Linked DNA regions of Mus musculus: regions 1 and 3 are each linked to region 2. The links are chromatin contacts, called in public promoter capture Hi-C maps. All regions are on one chromosome and are shown on one strand. Each heading gives the region's core, a stretch centred on a gene start, on an enhancer-like site or on the middle of the called end of the contact. The rest is flanking DNA. Distances are from core to core; before and after follow the strand shown.

Evidence for each region. Promoter capture Hi-C pulls out the DNA fragments that hold promoters and counts their contacts.
Region 1: a contact with region 2 is called in a promoter capture Hi-C map of liver, with 3 times the contacts expected there. The contact joins the promoter of Prkaa2 here to the promoter of Fyb2 in region 2. A contact is called at or near these places in 12 of 39 promoter capture datasets (the C10 cell line, cranial neural crest, embryonic stem cells and 7 more), 45 of 484 Hi-C or Micro-C datasets (the AML12 cell line, B cells, the BV-2 cell line and 26 more), 10 of 115 datasets of contacts at active chromatin or transcription factors (bone marrow-derived macrophages, embryonic stem cells, extraembryonic endoderm stem cells and 5 more) and 2 of 9 other capture datasets (adipose tissue and embryonic stem cells).
Region 3: a promoter capture Hi-C map of liver shows a contact between it and region 2, with 3 times the contacts expected there. The contact joins the enhancer-like site here to the promoter of Fyb2 in region 2. A contact is called at or near these places in 6 of 39 promoter capture datasets (embryonic stem cells, hippocampal neurons, liver and 2 more) and 1 of 115 datasets of contacts at active chromatin or transcription factors (embryonic stem cells).

The regions. Positions count from the first base shown.
Region 1 is chr4:105,108,259-105,112,437 of GRCm38.p6, forward strand. Prkaa2 (protein kinase, AMP-activated, alpha 2 catalytic subunit) reads right to left here and starts at 1,640. Exons shown (of 9, transcript NM_178143.2): 1 at 1,447-1,640. The coding sequence starts at 1,540. Gm36893 (a long non-coding RNA gene) reads left to right here and starts at 1,640. Exons shown (of 2, transcript XR_376484.4): 1 at 1,640-1,930; 2 at 3,756-4,064.
Region 2 is chr4:104,910,909-104,914,962 of GRCm38.p6, forward strand. Fyb2 (FYN binding protein 2) reads left to right here and starts at 2,653. Exons shown (of 20, transcript NM_001162980.2): 1 at 2,653-2,782. The coding sequence starts at 2,774.
Region 3 is chr4:105,070,673-105,075,252 of GRCm38.p6, forward strand. All of the region lies in intron 2 of Prkaa2 (protein kinase, AMP-activated, alpha 2 catalytic subunit), which reads right to left. Among named protein-coding and RNA genes, the nearest start is that of Gm36893, 37 kb to the right of the region's middle. Within about 2 kb of position 1,294, at least 43 of the 459 cell types and tissues checked have an H3K27ac peak or open chromatin away from gene starts, as enhancers often do. A contact at or near this core is called in liver, where this site is marked.

The DNA of each region.
Region 1 (4,179 bases), core at 390-2,889, 200 kb after region 2:
AACTTCACAAGACTTCAAAGAATTTTACAAACATTTTAGGTCTTTACAAAAATACCCACTCCGTGAGGCCACGTGGCACCTTAATATAATCTGCCAACCTCACAAAAGGCTCCATCCTTCCTTCCCCTGTTCTCCTTTCTCAATAGGAGGGGGCCATATACTTTTCACATGTATTCTGATTGTCTTTCCCTCATAGCGAGTAAGTCCCAGGAGAGCTCAGGTTTTGCTCTTTCCTAGAACTCCGTTGCCCAGAACAGTTCCCCGCATGTGGTGAGAGCATTCAGTGTTTTCTAGTTGTACAAACCGGTATTAGATACACCAAGAGGAGTTAATCCTCGCAGGAATGAGGAGTCTCTCCCTTCTATTCAAACCTTCACTGGAGGTTAAAATGTAGAAAATAAGCCTCAGCATAAAATCCCCAGACTGCTTACCCGATATTTATTCAACAACAACAAAAGGCTAATGTTTCACTTTTAATTCCCAACTTGCTACCAAGTATTTTTTTTAACAAGAGCTGTAGTTCTGTTAAAAGGACGGGTAATCAAACCCCATGTGACTCTTATTAACTAATAAGAAAGCAAAGCAAAGTTTAATACTTAACTAGTTTAGTGCAGTGTGACATTTCAAAAGCAACCAGTTTTTTTCCAAAACCCCCAAAGCAGTCCCTTCACCAACAAACATACCCCTTGCCTAAGCAAGTCTGACCTCTTGGGGACCCAAAGTCGATCACCAAGCAACATTTTCTCCCAGACCCTGACCACAGAATCCTTCCTTGAACCAATCAACCTACAGAGCTAGGGGTTCTCCTAAATTCTCTGTCCAACCCGCTGCATTCCAGCGTTTTCACACACCCAGCAGAGGGACTTGGCACCTCTCTGCTATGGGCATGCCCCTGGTCAACTCCACCATCAAAGGACTGGGACAGGGAAGAATCTGGGAAAGGCAGGGACCTCATCAGCAAGGCCAAAATTGGAGGACATCTTAGACCTCACCCTGAATCTGCCAATTCTCTGTGACCTTGGGCGTGTCTCTGAAGCCTTGGAGCTCGAGTTCTCTCACCTTTAAGGTGAGGACCGCACCCGGCCGGTGCCACGTTAAGGATTAAGTGTGACCACAGATGAGGCTCCACGCAGAGCACTTGGCACCAGTGGGAGACCCCCTCCCAATTCGCGGCGGGCGCCGTGACTCCCCCATCCTCCCCACGCTTCGGGGCCCTTCGGACTGGGCCAATCGCCCAATTCTGCAGACAAGCGAGCTGAGGCATAGAGAAAAGACAGGGCGCTCGGAGGCACCCCCCGCCAAGGCACACCCCATAACCGCTGGTCCCCCCGGACCCACGCCCGGGCTGCGGCTCCAGGTGCTTGTGCCCCGGGCTCGCCCGCGAGCGCTCCACCTGCCACCCGGCCTCGCTCGCGCCTGCCCGCCCGCCCGCGCCGCTGCACTCACTCTTCACTTTGCCGAAGGTGCCGACGCCCAGGGTGTCCCCCAGGACGTAGTGTCCGATCTTCACCCGCCCGTCGTGCTTCTGCTTCTCAGCCATGTTCGGCGCACGGGCTCCCCCTGCCGCGGGCTCTGAGCGCCGCCGCCGCTACCGCTGCCGCCGCCGCTACCGCCGCCACCGCCGCCGCCGCCGCCTACCCACAGTGCAGCGGGCCCGGGGGGCGGGACGGGGACGCCCGGGGCGCGGTGGGGAGAGCGCAGCCCGGCGCGTGTGGACGCAGGCTGGGGGAGCAGAGCCGAGGCGTCCCGAGAAAAGCCCAGGGCGGTGAAGATGGAAGGGATGAATCTGAGCGCGACCGAGATGGAAGGAGAATCTGAGGAGAAGTGGGGGTGACGGGGTGTAGACCGTGAGCCATGCCTCGGGACCAGAGGGCAAGGCGCTGGAGAGGGCGGCCCGCCCCTAGCCCCTGGCACGCTCCCCCTAGCCAAGGTTTGTTTGTCTGGGAACGTTCTAGTCCGTACCCTCTTCAGATGGCGTCCCATTGTTTTGTAGTTCCTGGTCGTGTTATTGTTAGGTCTCAACCCCCAGACAAACTGCCAACGGAGACGCCTAGCATTAACATAGCAAAGGTGACGTGACGCTGGTTCTCTCAGCATCCCTTAGTCCCCACCTGGTATAGGGTCCTCCTGCCTGGCATACCCTGACCCCTACCCTGAACTCTCCAGCCCGGGGACTGAGCTGCCCCTTCCCTCAGGTCCTCTGATCCCTAGATAATTCAGCCATTTTGGCTGTGCCAGTTTCTTAGCCCAGGCCACCCACCCCTCTTAGGCTTGGCTCCTCTCTTGCTCTCCCTCCCTCTCTCTCCTCACATGGCCCTGCTGAGTCTGACCATGTGTCTCTGCCTCTGCTTCTGCCTGTATGTTCATTTTATCTATAACAGGCCTTCCTCATTGTGTTAGTTAAAGCTTTTATTGTTGCGATAAAACACCATAACCAGAAAGCAAGTTGGGGAGGGCAGGGTTTATTTTTTACACCTCCACCGCACTGTTCATCATTGAAGGAAGTCAGGACAGGAACTCAATGCATGGAACCTGGAGGCAAGAGCTGATGCGGAGGCCATGGGGGGTTGGGGAGGGGTTGCTGCATACTGGTTGGCTCATCAGGGCTGGTCCAGCCTGTTTTCCTACAGACCCCAGGACCACCAGCGCAAGGATGGAACCACCCGCAATGGGCCCTTCCCCACCAATCACTAATTAAGCCTTACAGCTGGATTTTCTCAGTTGAGGTTCCCTCCTTTCAGATGACCTTGTGTCAAGTTGCCATATGACAAGCCAGCACATCCACCATACCCAGGAGCAGTTATGGTCTCCTTTTATTTCTTTTCTTCATTCAGTTATATAGACAATCGTGTTATAGAGATAAAAGACATTCTCTTCAGGACTCTCAATTCTAACTCATTTGAACAAAATTTCCCAATAAATCATAGACACAGCCCTAAGTATATTTCAGCACTTGCATACATGTGTGTAGATATGCATTATATACGGGACAAGGGAGAAATACTAAAAGAAATAGGAAATAATTTACATGTGCAGGTAAATGTAGAACATAGACAAAACACAGAAGGGATCAAAGAATTGTGGGAAACAAAATGATGTAAAAACACATTAAAGAAATGAGTGTATTGAGGATGGAAGTAAAAAATAATAATAATAATAATAAAAGGGAATCCAAAGCATGCCCAGAGTGTTACCAGTGGGCAAATCACTTATGAGCAAGCAATCTCTTCCTCCCGGCTCCCCTCACTCTTCCCCTCCCTTTACTTAATGTTAGCCGACCTTGCCATAGCTGAAGATTATTTGCTTCCTATACAGAAATATGAAGACTCATGTGACTTCCATTTAGCAGTTCCCTGCACTCATACAAACGTGCTTCAAAACATAAATACTTAAAAAAAAAAAAACATAAATACTTGCAGCTTTTCCCATAAAAAAATAATTTAGAAACACAAAGAAAAGGGATTATTTGCTGTTTGGGGATAAATTATTAAAGGTTAGTCAAACATCTGTGACACTGTGCATGCCGATAGAGTTTCATAGTCACATGCCTCGAACGTGAAGCCTCAAGTCACGCTGTTTGTATGTAAAGAGTGAACCGGGAACTGGGTATGACACAACTTGTTTCCTGAGACCTAGTAAACATACAGCTGACCAACTGGTGTGTCCACCATGGCGATCTGATGAGAGATGATCTCGGCGTATAAATTATAGACATCACAGCTGTCGGACATGGGCTATTTTTGTTCATCCTGCAGATCACCTTTCCTGCTGACAAGAAGATCTCACTTATGAGTCCCAACCTCGATGGCAAATTTGAGAAAGCTTCCCCGGGCTATTTTTAAGGCTGAACTTTTATTTGGTTAAAGACCATTCCTTTGCTAGTCCTTCAGATGAGGAAGCTGAGATAGCTCTTCTGCTGAGAGTCTGTGTTGTCCTAATAATCTAATAAATGATGTTGAGGAGTCTTTAAATTGTGAAGCTACACGAAGAAAAGCTATAAACTGAGATCTTAAAGCATGTTGAATTGTCGACTCACTGGCAATTAAAGTTTCATTGTTATTACACTAACCTTATAGTTTTATGCTAAGCATAAGCAATACTTTCTTGATTAAGAAGTTCATTTAGTCTCAGCTATTTGTCATCAAGGAACATTATTGTCCCCGTTTTATAGATGATAAA
Region 2 (4,054 bases), core at 1,403-3,902:
CAAAAGTCCATACACATTTAGTTCTGATGTAATCCTCCTGGCATCTCCATTTCCCCAACCCCTTTCCCACTGGATTTTTCTGCCTCTGTAATTTCCTCTTCCCCTATCATCCCTTTGGCCTCAGTTAAGTCATGATGTTTGTCATCAAGAGATAAATGAGCAAGCGACATGACGCTAGTTAAAGCACTTGCTTCTACAAAGGACCTGGGTTCGATTCCCAGCACCCACATGGTGGCTTTCAGTGGTCTGTAACTATAGTCCCAGAAGATAAAAAACAAACAAACAAACAAACAAACAACCCTCTTCTGGCTCTGCATGCACTTCAGACCTGTACTGCACATAAATACATGCAGACAAAATACACACAGAAGAGTTAATTAATTTAAAAATTATACAATATATTTTGTTATACTCTTTCCCCTTCTCCACTGTGCCCAGATCCTGCCATTTCCACTCACTCAACATCATATTCTTTCTCTCTCTTAACACAAAAATCAGCCTAGATGTCCATCAACAGATGAACTGGTAATGAAATGGGTTACACATGCAAGGTGGAATTGTATTCAGTTGTAAAGTAAAACCAAGTTATAAAATTCATAGGAAAACATAGAAGTAAGAAACATTATATTGGTAACCCAGGCTTAGAAATAAAACTACCTCTTCCTTGCCCACATGCAGATCCTAGCTTCTAAATGTTAACTACAGTTAGATCGTAGTAAGTATAGGAAAAGGCCAGGAAATTCAAAAGAGCCCAAGGGAAGGAGGAGGAGGCCAAGCCTACTGGCAATATAGTCCCCACGCCCAACAGCTAAATGAAGGTACCTCGTAAACACTAGGACTCACCACTCTAACTAGTTTAGGGCCAAACCAAAGGAAACCTCTAGGAGACCCTGAAGCCCTGCTTATCCTCGGCCATGTAGGCTGTCCTGACGCCACCAGGGGGAGCCCTTGTGTTGGGACCATGGGGATGTTGGAGGCCCAATGGCCCCTGGGGCGCAGAGCTGTGCTGAGCATAGGTCATAAAGGACCCTTGGCCTTGAGGAAAGACAGCAAAGGACTGTGAGCAGTGCTGGGCAAAGTGAAAATCGTGCAGTCGGTTACCTCTTAGGGGACAAGCAAGCAGTACTTCCTACCTACTCTCCTTCCCCTGCTCCTGTCAAGACAAGGGAATCTTATTATTTTAAGACTTTTTGTTTCCATTATAAATACTGTTTATTATGAATTTCTGTGTTCAATACACAAAATAAAATTTAAGTATTTAAGGTAATCATGGGATATATACAATTTATTCTGATTATTGCTAAAATCATGTTCACATTCAAGCCTTGAAGTCTGAGGAGCCAGTGTTTATACATGGAAGCATGCTGTCTAATGTGTATCTCACATAGGGTCTGACAGTGACTCTGGAGTGGACAAAGTACTGGTCCCATGTCTCGCCTACCCAACAGTGGGTGTTGTGTGGTAGTCAGCACACCTTCACTGTCCTCTCAGTGTTGCAGCGTCTCAGGGACGCCTCGATGGCCTACGGTTACCGACCTTTTTTAAGACTTTGAAAGCCAGGCATGGTGGTGCATGCCTTAAATCATAGCACTAGGGAGACACAGGCAAATAGATCTCTGTGAGTTTGAGGCCAACCTGGTCTACACAGTGATAGCCAGGATAGCCAGGGCTATAAACAGAGAAGACAACAATAATGATTTGGTTGGAGGCATTCCAAGTTATAATGTGAGTTTGAAGGCAGCTTGAGTAGGAGAACCTGCACCAAACAACAACCAAACAGACAAACAAACAAAAACATTTTTTTTTTTAGTCCATAAAAAGCAATGAAACTCAGCAGGCCGTATATAAATCAGAGCACCTGCCCACCTCCAATCCCCAGGACAGCTGAGAGATCTGCTGCCCCACCCCCACCCCCACCCCAAATCTAGGAACTGAAGTTTGGGTTTCCAGCCAGGATCAGCTCAGGCAGGAAACAGCAAAGAAATCAGAACCCGGAGTCATTGTCCATCAGAGCTCCTTTCCTTCAGCATCCTACCAGCATCACTCCGAGCTAGTTAAGGCCATCTCTCCAAGCTCCAGTTAGTGCCCTGCTAAAAGGAGGACAGCTGAACTTGATTCCAGGGCTACTTGTAAGAGCTAAAGGGATTCATGTCTTAAAACACCGCGACCATGCCTGTCTTTAAAAACAGGTGTAATTTATTTCAGCTTCCGCTCACCCCCCCCCCCCCCCCAATAAAAGCACCTGCCAGCTTAGCGACACTTAAGAGCTTTCTTTTCTAGGAGCCCTGAGCAGCTTTTGTGAAATTAAGTAGCCATCAGCAGGGGCGGAGTTGGGTGAGGGCGCTCACTAAAGGAGATCACGGTGTCCTGAGCTTTTTTTTTTTTTTTTTTCAGTCTAACTTTAGGGACAAGATGTACTCAGCTCTCAGAAACTCCCCCAGATGGGATGTGATGGGAGAGGACCCGACTCAGGCACAAAATGAAACCAGTGCAAAGGGAGTGATGGCAAGGAAGCCCGGGACCAGTGGCCTTCTGCCCACACACCGGCCCCTACCCCTATGCAGCAGGTCCGGCTGGCAGGATGGAGGCCCGCCCACCCGAGAGAGGGAGGAGCCACAGCCCAGGTGGAGCAGGTGAGGAGCCCCGGCTCCAGCTCCTCCGGGACAGGCGAAGTGACTGCAAGCTGGCTGGCGGAGGCGAGAGCATTGTTGGCCCCAGGATCCAACTCTGGGAAGCTGGCATTGTCTCCCAGTCGCTGCCTAGGAGGACCACAATGGAGGAGGTAAGGCACCCGCTCGCGTGTGGGCTGTAATCTTGCGAACTTTAGTTCCTTCCAAAGGAGGAAGCTCTAGGGAAAGAGCTGCCAGTGTGTCCTGGGCCGGGCCAAACATGTCAGGTGTCCCGCTATGAAACTGGCATGCTGGCCTTGCTCAGGCAGCCTGTGCCCTCTGTCTCTATAGAACCCGAGGAGCTCTCTCTAACTCAGGGCACAGTTCAAGTGCCTGTCACTTCATTGTTGACTTTCCTTCTCTGTCCGGCCTCTGCGGTGGCAGATGGGTGTCCAGGTTCAAGGACAGAGCATGACTCTGGGAAAAGGTAGCCTCGTAGTAAGTGATATGCCCTGTGGCATTTTTTACATCGCTGTTCCCTAAGAACTCTGTGGGCTGGGGCAAAAGTGCTAATGCCCTTGAGCCCTAGGGATCTATCTCACTTAAGTGAGACCGAAGGTGCATGAAAAAACAGAGCCCAGGCTTGCGGTAGCTCCAGAGGCTGGGGTGTTGAAAAGCTAAAGCCAGTCTGAGCCACACAGGGGGACACTGGAGGATTTTGGTTTTGACAAAAGCAACGCGAGGGTTTGAATGGCTTCGATCAGCTGGATGCTGTTAGCATAGTCAGAGATTTTGCCTGGCTAACCCCATCCCTTCTAGTCCTTGCCCTGCTGTTCTGTTAGTGACTTGCATTTCACAGATATATACAAGCATGTTGTGCCATGTCTCTATTACATATTTGGGAACAAAGTTATTTACTATTGAAATTGTGTTACTTCCCACCCAGATGTTTGGTTTACAGTCAGGATGGTGGATTCGCTCATCTGTGGCTGGCAAGGATTGCTCTGGAGTTTTAAAGGGGTGCTTGCATCTCTGGCAACACTGGTACCTCTGGTGGTTCACACCATTCAGTTAGTTGAGTTTTGGAAAGGGGGAGCCAAGAACCCCAGTTCCAGCCCATTTGTGGTGCTACCATGTTTAGAAACTACTTCCTTTAGTGGGGTGGGGGAAATTATTTTATTTAGAAAGGGTATGGATTTACAGCCCAGACTGGCCTCAACCTTTTAAATGCTTGAATTACAGGCAGGTGTCACCATGTCAACCTCTATTGGTCAACTTTTGGGACCTTCTTCCGAGTTGGCAACTTGCCAGGCTGAACTGATTCAGCCTGTGGATTCAGAAAAAAGAAAAGAAAAGAAAAGCATTTACATTCTGCCCTCTCTGGCTAGCCAGCATCCGAACTGCCCACCACCACTTCTGCTTATCAACCTGATGGGACAAAGACC
Region 3 (4,580 bases), core at 44-2,543, 160 kb after region 2:
AAAACATGAGTGTTTTTCTTTTTAAAAAAAATTCAAATTCACAATTCAAGAGGAGATGGAGATGGATGACTTAAGCTCATGGCTGAAATGTAAGAGCTTTGAGCACTGGTTCCTCTCTGCTAATTACTTGCTGACCCACTCTAAGGCTGTTCTGTAGCTACTTTAGTACAATGTAACTAACTCTAAATCAGAATGAGACAAAACTGTTAACAAATTATGGAAACAAGAGCAAGAAAACACTGATAAACTACAATGTGAGAAATCAGATTTTAAATCCCACGATAAGCTGTTTATTGACTGTGTTTTAATTGTCAGTTTGCCACAACCCAGAGTCACCTGAGAAGGAAGGCCCAGTTGAGGAATTATCTAGATCAGACTGGACTATGAACATGTCGGCTGGGGACTGTGTGTCATTGTTAATTGTTGTAGGAAAACCTGGCCTGCAGTGGGTGGCACCTTTTTACGGGCTAGTTCCTGAACTGTGTAAGAGGGAAAAGGCTGGCTAAGTAGAAGCAGGCAGAAGGCAGCCAGCAGGGGGCACTCATTTCTCTCTGCTCCTGAGGAGGAAGTAATGTGATTAGCTACTTGTGTTTCTGACCTGACTTCTCCTTAGCAATAGACTGTAACTGTAATTACATGCCAAGCAAACTCCCTTCTCCCCTAAGCGGCTTGCTGTCAGGGTATTTTATCACAGCAACAGAATTAAACTAGAACAGTGATAAAATGCAATCTATGTTTTCAAGAGCAGAACACATCTAGATCGCACACTCCAAATGGGAGCTTCCAGGGCTAGGATTTTAAAAGCCCAGTGGAAATCTGCTCATTCAGAGACATCTGTTCCTTCTCTAGCCTCACTCTGGTACAAGACACTTTCAGTATGGCCACTTCATCTTTCTCTTCTTATACCTAATAGCTAGTAAGCAGCAAACCCCAAAGAAATTTAGCTTACAAGCCACTGAAGTCATTACCAATATGGAGTCAAGTCAGATGTGAGAAGGGCAGTGTCTCTGGCCTAGAATCTCGGCATTAGGGAAGCACACATAGGATTGTGAGTTTGCTTGGGTTACACCGGACTGTGAGTTGGATGGGGAGGTCAGACTGTGTTACATAGTGGTTCTAGGTCAGCCTAGGTTACACAGCAAAACTGTATTAAAGCAAAAAACAAAACAAAACAAAAAAACTGCTTCAGTTTACTGAAAACTACTTGGAGTCAGCTCAAGGAAACTAGAATCAGCTCACAGGAGGCCAGTGCCTGCTTTTGTGTTGGCATTCTACCAATGCCAACAGTTACTTCTTACATAACACCATGAAGCAGGCCACTTGAAAGTTAGAAAACAAATGGGAAGAGAGGTGCGTTATCCTTGACAGGTTGCATTTTATACTAGTCTTCCAAGTTTTTTACACACACATTCTAACACTTAGTACTAGAGGTAATCTTAAAATCAAATACTGCCATGTGATTCTATGTTTATAATGGAATAAACCTAAAGTAAGTATCATAGAGCATTGAAGCCTACTGTACAACTGAAAGTTTCATGGCAATTGCATCACCCAGTGGCACACCAAACCAAGTATTAGCCAACTAGGAACAGTCGGTGGCATATTCTTGATGTTGACAAGATGGCACTACGTGGGCTCCATCATTGCAATAGTGCACTGACAAAAAGTACAACAATAAAAACTAAATATTTCAAAGCCTATAAAATTGTACCAACTACACATTTGAGGAATTTCACAAGCTGGGCTTGGTAGCACCTCTCTAATTCTGTCACCTGGGAGTCAGAGGCAGGAAGAGCTCTGTGAGTTTGTGGCTATTCTGGCCTACACATAATAGGTCCAGACCAGAGAGGGCTCTCCTGTCCTCAGAGGAGAGACCACAAATAGCTGTTTGTTCTAGCCTGATTTTCTGCTGCTGTGATAAAATACTGACCAAAAGCAACCTGGGCAGGAAAGGACTGATTTCATCTTCCAGACTACAGTGCAGCATGAAGACAAATAAGGGCAGGAACACAAGCAGAGACAGTACAGGGGACACTGTTTTCTGAATCACTCTCTGACGCTTTTTCAACTTGCTTTTCACCTAGGACTGCATGCTCAGGCTTGGGACTGCACATAGTAGTAGGCTAGACCCTCTAATACCACTCATTAACCAAGAAAATGCCCCACAGACATACCGATAGGCCAAACTGAGAGGCAATTCCTTAACTGAAGTTCCCTCTTGCCAGAAAACTCTAGTTTGTGTCAAGTTGACAAAAACTAGCCACACAGTGTTACTGTTTCTATTGCCTTCTCCTTCCAACTTAAGAGGCTGAAAAGAACACATGTGCATTATCTTACAGTTCTGTAGATTAGTACACTGACCCATGAACTAAGGTGTTGCCAAGGTTTGAATGCATCTGGAGTCTCCAGCAGCAAAGTGCACTTTGCAGTCTTGGCTCTTGGAAGCTGCCCTGTGTTCTCGCACAGTCCTTTCCCCATCTTGTAAGCCTCTGCTAGCCAGCATAGTCTTTCCCATATCTACTCATGATGGCCTTGCTCATATCTCTTTCGGACTCCTCTACCCTTGTCTGCTGCTTTTGAGGACTACTGTGTTTACATGGACTCTCAAGCCGTCCAGAACTAATCCCCTCTTTCAGTGTAAGAGGACCTGTAACCTTAGTTTGTCTTTCTAGTATAACAGACAACATTCACAGGTTCTTGAGGTGAGAAGACAGATATTTGGAGGGCCATTATCCTGCTGTCTACCATCAAATAAACAAAACAACTCCACAGGATTATCAACTTGCTCCCCATTAACACTGACATTCAAAGATTGCTCACTGAGGATTTTAAAAGAGTTCTGAAGCTGTACATGGAGAGTGGGGAAGAGGGACTGTACATAAAGAAATAAGGTAGATTTGATCAAAACACATGAAATTCTTAAACGATAAAATAATTTTAAAAAAAGATTGTTCACTAGCCAGGTGGTGGTGGCTCACACCTTTAATCTCAGCACTTAGGAAGCAGAGGCAGGTGGATATCTGATTTTGAGACCAGCCTGGTCCATAGTACAAGTTCTAGGACAGCCAGGGCTACACAGAGAAACCTTTTTCAAAAAAAATAGAGAGAAAGAAAGAGAGAAAGAAAGAGAGAGAGAAAGAGAGAGAGAAAGAGAGAAAGAAAGAAAGAGAGAAAGGAGAAAGAAAGAGAGAAAGAAAGAAAGAAAGAGAGAGAGAAGAGAAAGGAAGAGAGAAAGGAAGAGAGAAAGGAGGAAGAGAGAAAGGAGGAAGAGAGAAAGGAGGAAGAAGAGAGAAAGGAGGAAGAAGAGAGAAAGGAGGAAGAAGAGAGAAAGGAGGAAGAGAGAAAGGAAGAGAGAAAGGGAAGGGAAGGGAAGGGAAGGGAAGGGAAGGGAAGGGAAGGGAAGGGAAGGGAAGGGAAGGGAAGGAAGAAAGAAAGGAAGAAAGAGAGAAAGAAGGAAAGAAAGAAAGAAAGAAAGAAAGAAAGAAAGAAAGAAAGAAAGAAAGAAAGGGGAAGGGAAGAGAAGGGAAGGAAGAGAGAGAGAGAGAGAGAGAGAGAGAAAGAAAGAAAGAAAGAAAGAAAGAAAGAAAGAAAGGAAGGAAGGAAGAAAGGAAGAAAGAAAGAAAGAAAGAAAGAAAGAAAGAAAGAAAGAAAGAAAGAAAGAAAAGATTGTTCACTGGCTAATCTTAAGCTAAATATAATTTATTCTGATCTTAATATACTAGCAAACAAAATCTAAAGGACAATAATATCTTTACACTGCTCTTAAATAGGTTTTCTTATACATCAATCTTATTTGAATCAAGATACACACTAACTCTCTTTCTACTATTTCTACTACTATATTTGCTAACTAATTTGTCATTTATAAAACCATATTGTTCTTTGTTTACATACCTGAGTAACAATATATAAATATAACTGGGCCAAAACCCTGGATACACAAATTAACTTTTCTACCTGCTTATCCCTGTTGGGTATGCTGTCTTCTTATCAATAAAGTAAGCCTACCTTACAGAGCTGTCATGATGATATTATGGGATTATAAATGTAAATGCTTGGCACAGTTCCTGGCTACCCTCAGGTACTTCTTGAGTGAATAAAATTAACATTTATTTTACAAAAACTGCATCCAAGCTTTAAAGTACAATAAGGATAATTTTCTGTATCTAGAATGTTATATTATTCTCTACAGAACTTTAAACAACATAACAGAATATTACTTCACCCTTAATGTCTAGATTTCTATACCTTATTAAATTAGTTAAATTGTCTTTCAATTTAACTAACTCGCTTATAGCTCTCTTGATATTTACTCTTTTAGACCAGTTTTACTATATATCCCAGGTTTACCTCACATTCACAGTCCTCTTGCCCTGGTCCCCGAGTGACATTACAGTAATGTACTATTACACCTGGTATTAGTTTTAAATTAAAAACAGAAAGAGGAAAAAGAAGAAGAGAAGAACCAATGTAAGACTAGCAAATGCTTGGGAGTAAACTCTAAAGAATCAGCCCCCAAGGCTGCACTCACCACCTGCCTAGTGCTGACTCTGAAGCAAGGCTTTAGTTTTAAGCCAAGA